2 separate regions of the Anas platyrhynchos genome follow, and region 2 is linked to region 1. Evidence: chromatin contacts called from public Hi-C data. All regions are on one chromosome and are shown on one strand. Each heading gives the region's core, a stretch centred on a gene start, on an enhancer-like site or on the middle of the called end of the contact. The rest is flanking DNA. Distances are from core to core; before and after follow the strand shown.

Region 1 (3,019 bases), core at 369-2,868:
TTATTATGAAAATACCACTGGTGGGTTTTCCCAGCATGACATTCCCTGGACTCAGGCCCATATTAATCTGTTGTTTCAAAGTAAATTAAGTTGGAACCTGTTTTAGCAGACTGGTTTGTGAAATAGAAGGTTTCAAATGTTTTGTTTGTAAACCTACTGTATATTGTCACCTCTTTTAACAAGAATCATCTCAACCAATTTAGGGACGGAGTCTTCTCACGTACCAGAAAAGACAGTGCAACCTTTGCTGAGTCAAGCTGAGGCTCAAGTGGCTGCTGTGTTCTGTAAAAGATGGGTATTGAAGTTTCAACCTCATGGTCTGGAATCACCAGACCTAATGCCAGTTTCTAATGCTCAGAGTCCAAGTGGACTCCCACTGCTGTGGGAGCGAGAAATGCACCTTGAAGTTTTCAATCTGTTGAAGAGCTCAACTTTGATGTAGAATTAAAATATATTCTGTGTCCCATTTCTCTCCTGCGAGAAGAGGGGCTGTGCCACCAGCTGGGGGAGCACCTGTAGCAGTCGCACTGGATTTCCCTGGTCCATATGGCCATAACTGACCTTCACTCCACAGCAGTAGCTGACGTGTCTGGGAAAAGAGGTAGCTAAATTCCCCTCTCCAGTTCCCAGACAGCTGGTGATGAATTGTCCCTTTTAAACTTCAAAATTTGAGTGCTTCTTCTGTTATACAAAATCCAGGGCCGTTAACCTTATTTTGCACAGTGTAATGCAGCACCAACCACCATGGGGAGTTAAAAAAGAAAGACTTCTAGAGATATCCTGTGATTCAGACTCTTCCTATAATGGGTCCAACCTTTCTTTCCAAGCTGGAATTGTTTCAGGCTGAGGTTTACGAGACCTGATGCAGGAAACTCTTCAGCTTCAGAAGAACCTTGTCAAACCTTATTAGAAAGTAACAGATGAGTTTTGAAGTCATTTCCATTTGTTTGAACAGTTGGTGAGGTGAATCCTCGCCCTTTTGGAAAAATAAATGAATAAATAAATAAAAGTAAAAAGCGCAGTTTCAGTGCTCTGTTTTTTTCAAATAATTTTGCAGATATTAAATCATTTACCACATGGTTTTAGAGAGTAGATAAGTTAAGCCACTTTCACAAATGTGGACGGAGAACAAAGACTGAGCACAGTTTATCCTTGGCATGCTATTAAAGAGGAATTTCAAGAAGAAAAGAAAAGAAACTCTGAATGGGTCTCCAGCTCCACAAGTTATATGCACAAACTACTATTAGCTCATGAATGTGTGAAACATTCTAGGCTAAATCTTACAGCATCTGACTGACTGCAATAGTTTGGAGAACAGTTTAATGCTATCTCTACCATATACAGGTCTGCAATTTCGTCTGCTACCTTAGGCAACCATTGGCTAAAGCACTAAACTATGAAATTAACCTTTTTCACATGAAATTCCAACACTGCTGGATCATCCAGGAGTCATCATTTGCTGCTGGAGGAAATGCTGTCACTTAACGGGCAGGCATAAAAAAGTGATGAATCAAGAAGAGGGTTTTTCCCTTTCCTGGAAGACTTCTCTGGCTTCATCTCTGCCTGTTGATCGCAGCCACTCAGTGCTGCCAGAAAACCACAGAAAGGCAGTAGAGTCATACAAAACTCATCATTTTTGTGAGATCATAGTGTCTATCCTTAAATGGCCAAACTAAGTAGGAATCATCCCAAACCACCAGAATCGCTTTTGTATTGCTCATTGGAAGGCTCACAGCATTCATCCCTCAGAGAATCCATACATACCCAGATGATATATAACCTAGATACATGGCACAAGCTTTTTAGAATTTGTCTTACACAGAGAAGTTTTCAGATATAACATTTTTTTCTTTGTAATTTTCACATTTTGTTACTGAAATTGAAAATATGTTCCCTGTGTAGCAATAAATCATTTTTCAAAGAATTTCAAGTATCTTTTACCTAGCAAAAACCTTACATACCTTTGCATAGATAAGTTCTCCTATAGCTATGTTGCATGATTAAAGAAAGTTAATATGATGAATATTGCATATATAAGAAAAGTACAGGTATTTTAAAAGTAGGACAACTTTCAAAGTGCTATGCAACACAGAAGGAAGTGTGTAATATAGGCAGAGTTGCAGAGCCCCTGTTATATTTCAGAAGTCTGGACCACTTTTGTCCTTTTTATGTACATCATCTCATGATTGAATAATACCAGTCACAGAAAGAACTAAAGCCAATGGAAAAGTAGTCTTGGACTTGAAGTGCAAAAGTTTGTGTTTTGTTCCCAGGTTAACCTGTTAGATGATAAAATTGGCATGCTGTCTTACATCAAGGTCCTCATTAAACTTGTGCCCTGATTGCTTGACCCATGTTATTTTCTTCTGCATCAGTCAGGTACAAATGTCAATCCAATATTTCACATGACCACACAACAGCAAAACTTCCAATTGCACATCTTGTTCAGGAACTGCAGGACCAAATGCCCAAACTCAGAAATTGCTGTGACATTGCCACTATTATCTCCTTGCTTCAGTATGATATTACATCCCAGCAAAAAGTACTGGGCTTTAGCTATAAATAACTGCATTGACTCATGTTTCTTGCTGGCCGTAGGCATTGTAATGATGTATCTCACTTTCTACCTGACTTGTGTGTGTTAATACATAAAGATTGACTCAGTCAGTAAACCATGTGTGGAATCCACAGCCACACCACAGGCTCAGAAATACACTCAAGCCACCTGTGAAGGATATCTTTAGAGGAAGAAGGGCGGAGGTGGTTTTTGGCACAAACCCAGAATGCATCCATTCAACTAACATTTGGCTTACTGGATTTTGCTGTATAACTATGTTAAGCTTTTCTGTAATGCTTTGTAATTTCTAGCCCCTTTCAGGGAAGACCATGTGTTGTGTGCCCTGTCTTCACCTTTAGCAGCAGTCTCGCTTGGGCAGTGTATCAAGGCCAAGCCAACCTTCTTCGAGATCAAGTAAACTTCATGAAGGCCTAACTGGCAACTAATCCATTTCATTACAGA
Region 2 (3,019 bases), core at 174-2,673, 150 kb after region 1:
TGGCTCTGCCAGGCTAAAACAGCCACAAAACTGTGGCCTAAATCAGAGGCAGCCTTGTTATTTGAGGCAGACGAATTTCTCCAAGAGCTCAGCTTCCAGGCTCATCTTAAAATCTCTCAACAGCTGAGCACACCCAAAAATCTGACCAAGGTACCAGGGAAACCTCCAATGCAGGTGGCTGCCAACTTTACACCATTTGCTCAGAGAGGTTGTGGGGTCTCCTTCTCTGGAGATATCCAAACCCCACCTGGATGCCATCGTGAAAAATGTGTTAGGTGACCCTGCTCAGCAGGAGGGTTGGACCAGATGATCTCCAGGGGTCCCTGCCAACCTCGGCCACTCTGTGACTGTGTGACTGTGTGATTTACACCATTGTGGGCGACACGGGTGGTAGGGGGATGGTTGGGTCTTGGAGGTCATTTCCAACTTTACTGATTCTATGATTCTACTATTCCTCAGCGCCGAGGAGCAGACAGGAGGAGCTTTCCCACACCGGGAAGTGAAGCGGGGCGAGGAGTCACCCCTGACTTTCCCCATGGTGTCTGGACCGTCCCCATTGCGGCCTCCGCGCCCTTTGTGGGCCCTGAGGAGGCGGCGGGGCTGAGCGGCGGGCCTCCTGTCACGGCCCTGCCTCTCCTCTCACTTCAACAGTGCCACCTAGTGCCTCTTTTCGGTCATTTCAAGGGAAAATGGGGGGCTGCAGGGTTTTGAGGGAGGGCTACGAGAGAAGGAGCCCATCCGGATGAGTGCAAGCCGGCACAGCCGCGGGTGGGCTGGAGCCTGCGCTGCCCCTGCCCGGCCCCGGTTAACTGTGAGCAGGCAACAGAGCACCCAGAGAAAAGTGTTGGTGAAAAAAAACAAGAAAAGAAAAGAAAAACGACACGTTTTCCCACTTCTTGAATCGCCTAACGTGTTTCCGGGCTGGTTTTAACAAAAATGGCACGGGGGGTTAATGCCAGAGTTGGGGGGGGGGGGGGGGGGCTTCCTCAGGTTGTACTCCAGCAAATGCTTCCGAGACTGAATGGGTAAAGCAGAATTGGAAACTGCAAAGTTCATCCATTCATAGAGGCAATTCCCTTATTAATAAAAACCAGCAGCAGCTGAAGCTGTCCCAGCCGAATAGTGGCTGTGGGAGGGACAAGTCCCAGACCCCGAGCCCAGAGATGGAGAGGGGGGTGGGGGGGCTTCCCCAAAACTGCGGGGGCACGAAGAGGAAATCAGGTGGTGGCAACGTGTGTGCATTGCGTTTCTTTGCAGAATTGGCGACTTAGCTAGCTGAATTCCAGCCGCTGAATTGGTCCTTGGCTGCTGAGATCATTTCAATGGGCAGGGTTGGCTTTTTTTTTTTTTTTTTTTTTTTTTCCTCCTTACAGGAGTTCCCTCCCTCCTTCCCATCCTCCGCCTATTAAACAACTCAAGTCTCACTTGTTAAAAAGACCCCATAACGTGGAGGAGGCAGAAAAGCAGCAGCAGCAGCAGGAAAGAAAAAGACGTCTGGATAACATTACCCGTTTGCTGCTGCTGAGAAACCTCATTGAAACAGTTACTCGGTCAGCAAGGCATCACCAAAGAGACTTTATCTGATGCTCTACATCTCAAACTTTCTGCCGCTGCCTTGCAACTTCTCCAGGCTCCTGGCTAGCCGGGTTTGAAATACGATCTTCAGCTTCGACCACGAGAAACTAACTCCTAATTTATTATTTCTTTTTTTTTTTAATTATTATTATTTGAAAAAAAAAAAAAGAAATCCCACAACTTTGAACTAGAAACTGAAGCAGAAAAAGACAAATACGTTGTAATAGGGAAAACACGTGGGAGAAAATGAGCAGGACTGAATAGCCTTAAATGATTATTTTTTATTATTTTCCTTTTTAATTATTTTTTATTCCTGAGCGTCTGAATAAGTCCCTGAAAAGTGCGATTTGATCTTTTTACCTCAAACTTGGAAACTGTTCAGCGGGAGCAACGGTACGTGAGACCACACAGCTGGCTGGAGCTCCTCTATGACCAAAGGACAGAAGGACAAACAAGGTGGGTGATTTACGAGCTTTACGAGCCCCCATTTCTGTCATCTCGGCAGCAGAAGACCCTCTCCTCCCATCCCCAAGGGAGGAAGGCTGAACAGAGCCCCAGAACAGGAGCGGGGCTGGGGAAGGATCTCACCGTGCCTAGGCTACACCTATTTCAGCAATGAATAGGGCTGCAGGGATGAATGAGGTTTTCAGCTTCGACCCCCCCTCCGCATAATCCCTTTAAGATATTGCTGAGCGATACGATTTGGAAAATAACGATGATAATAATGAAGCAACAGGTTCGGAAGCCGTTCCCCAGCCCAGGTCGGCTTCTCCCCTGCCTGCAGAGGAGAGGGAGGGATGGGACGGCAGGCAGGAAAGCGAGGGGAGGCCGGGGGGAGGCGGGCTAAACCCCGCCTGGGAGCCGGAGCGGAGGGAGGGGGGAACAAACGCGATCAAGATGTCTCAGCGCGGAGCCCCCGGGGGAAGCAGGGGGGGCTGCAGCCTGCCCCCAGACCTCCCGACCCCTCCGCGCAACCCTAATTGCGGGGAACCTGGGCTGGGGTGGGGGTCGCCCCCCCGGGATGCTGCGGGGGGAGGCAGCCCCGGAGCAATATTACGGCCCCTTCCCCGCCTGGCGGGCATCTGCGGGTGCGGAGCGGAGCCCGCGACCCCTCCTTTATTTCCTCTCCTCCCCCTATTTGCCCCCCCCCCCCCCGCCCCAATCTTCACGCCCCCCTTCTCGCCCCCTCCCTCCCCCACGTGGCAAAGCGGGGGATCCCCCCCGACGCCCCGCCCACCCCTTGTGACGCACCCGGAGCCGCCCCCCCCCCATTGGCTGCGACGCGGGGCCGGGGTTCCCCCGCCGGAGGCTGCCCCCACGCCCCAGGGCTGCCCCGGGGGCTGTGCGGTGCTGCCGCCCCCCCTGCAGAGCCGGCCCCAGCCGCCTGCCCCTGCACCTGCCCCAAATTCTCAGCTCCTGGCTGCCCTGAGCCCCGCCACCCTCC

Evidence for each region. A called contact is a pair of places that touch in the nucleus more often than the background predicts.
Region 2: a contact with region 1 is called in a Hi-C map of skeletal muscle, with 2.5 times the contacts expected there. The contact joins the promoter of HAS2 here to the enhancer-like site in region 1. A contact is called at or near these places in 2 of 8 Hi-C or Micro-C datasets (skeletal muscle and subcutaneous adipose tissue).

Annotation. Positions count from the first base shown.
Region 1 is chr2:12,563,588-12,566,606 of IASCAAS_PekinDuck_T2T, forward strand. No RefSeq gene overlaps it. Among named protein-coding and RNA genes, the nearest start is that of HAS2, 150 kb to the right of the region's middle. Within about 2 kb of position 1,619, at least 2 of the 8 cell types and tissues checked have an H3K27ac peak or open chromatin away from gene starts, as enhancers often do.
Region 2 is chr2:12,716,807-12,719,825 of IASCAAS_PekinDuck_T2T, forward strand. HAS2 (hyaluronan synthase 2) reads left to right here and starts at 1,424. Exons shown (of 4, transcript XM_005019040.6): 1 at 1,424-2,031.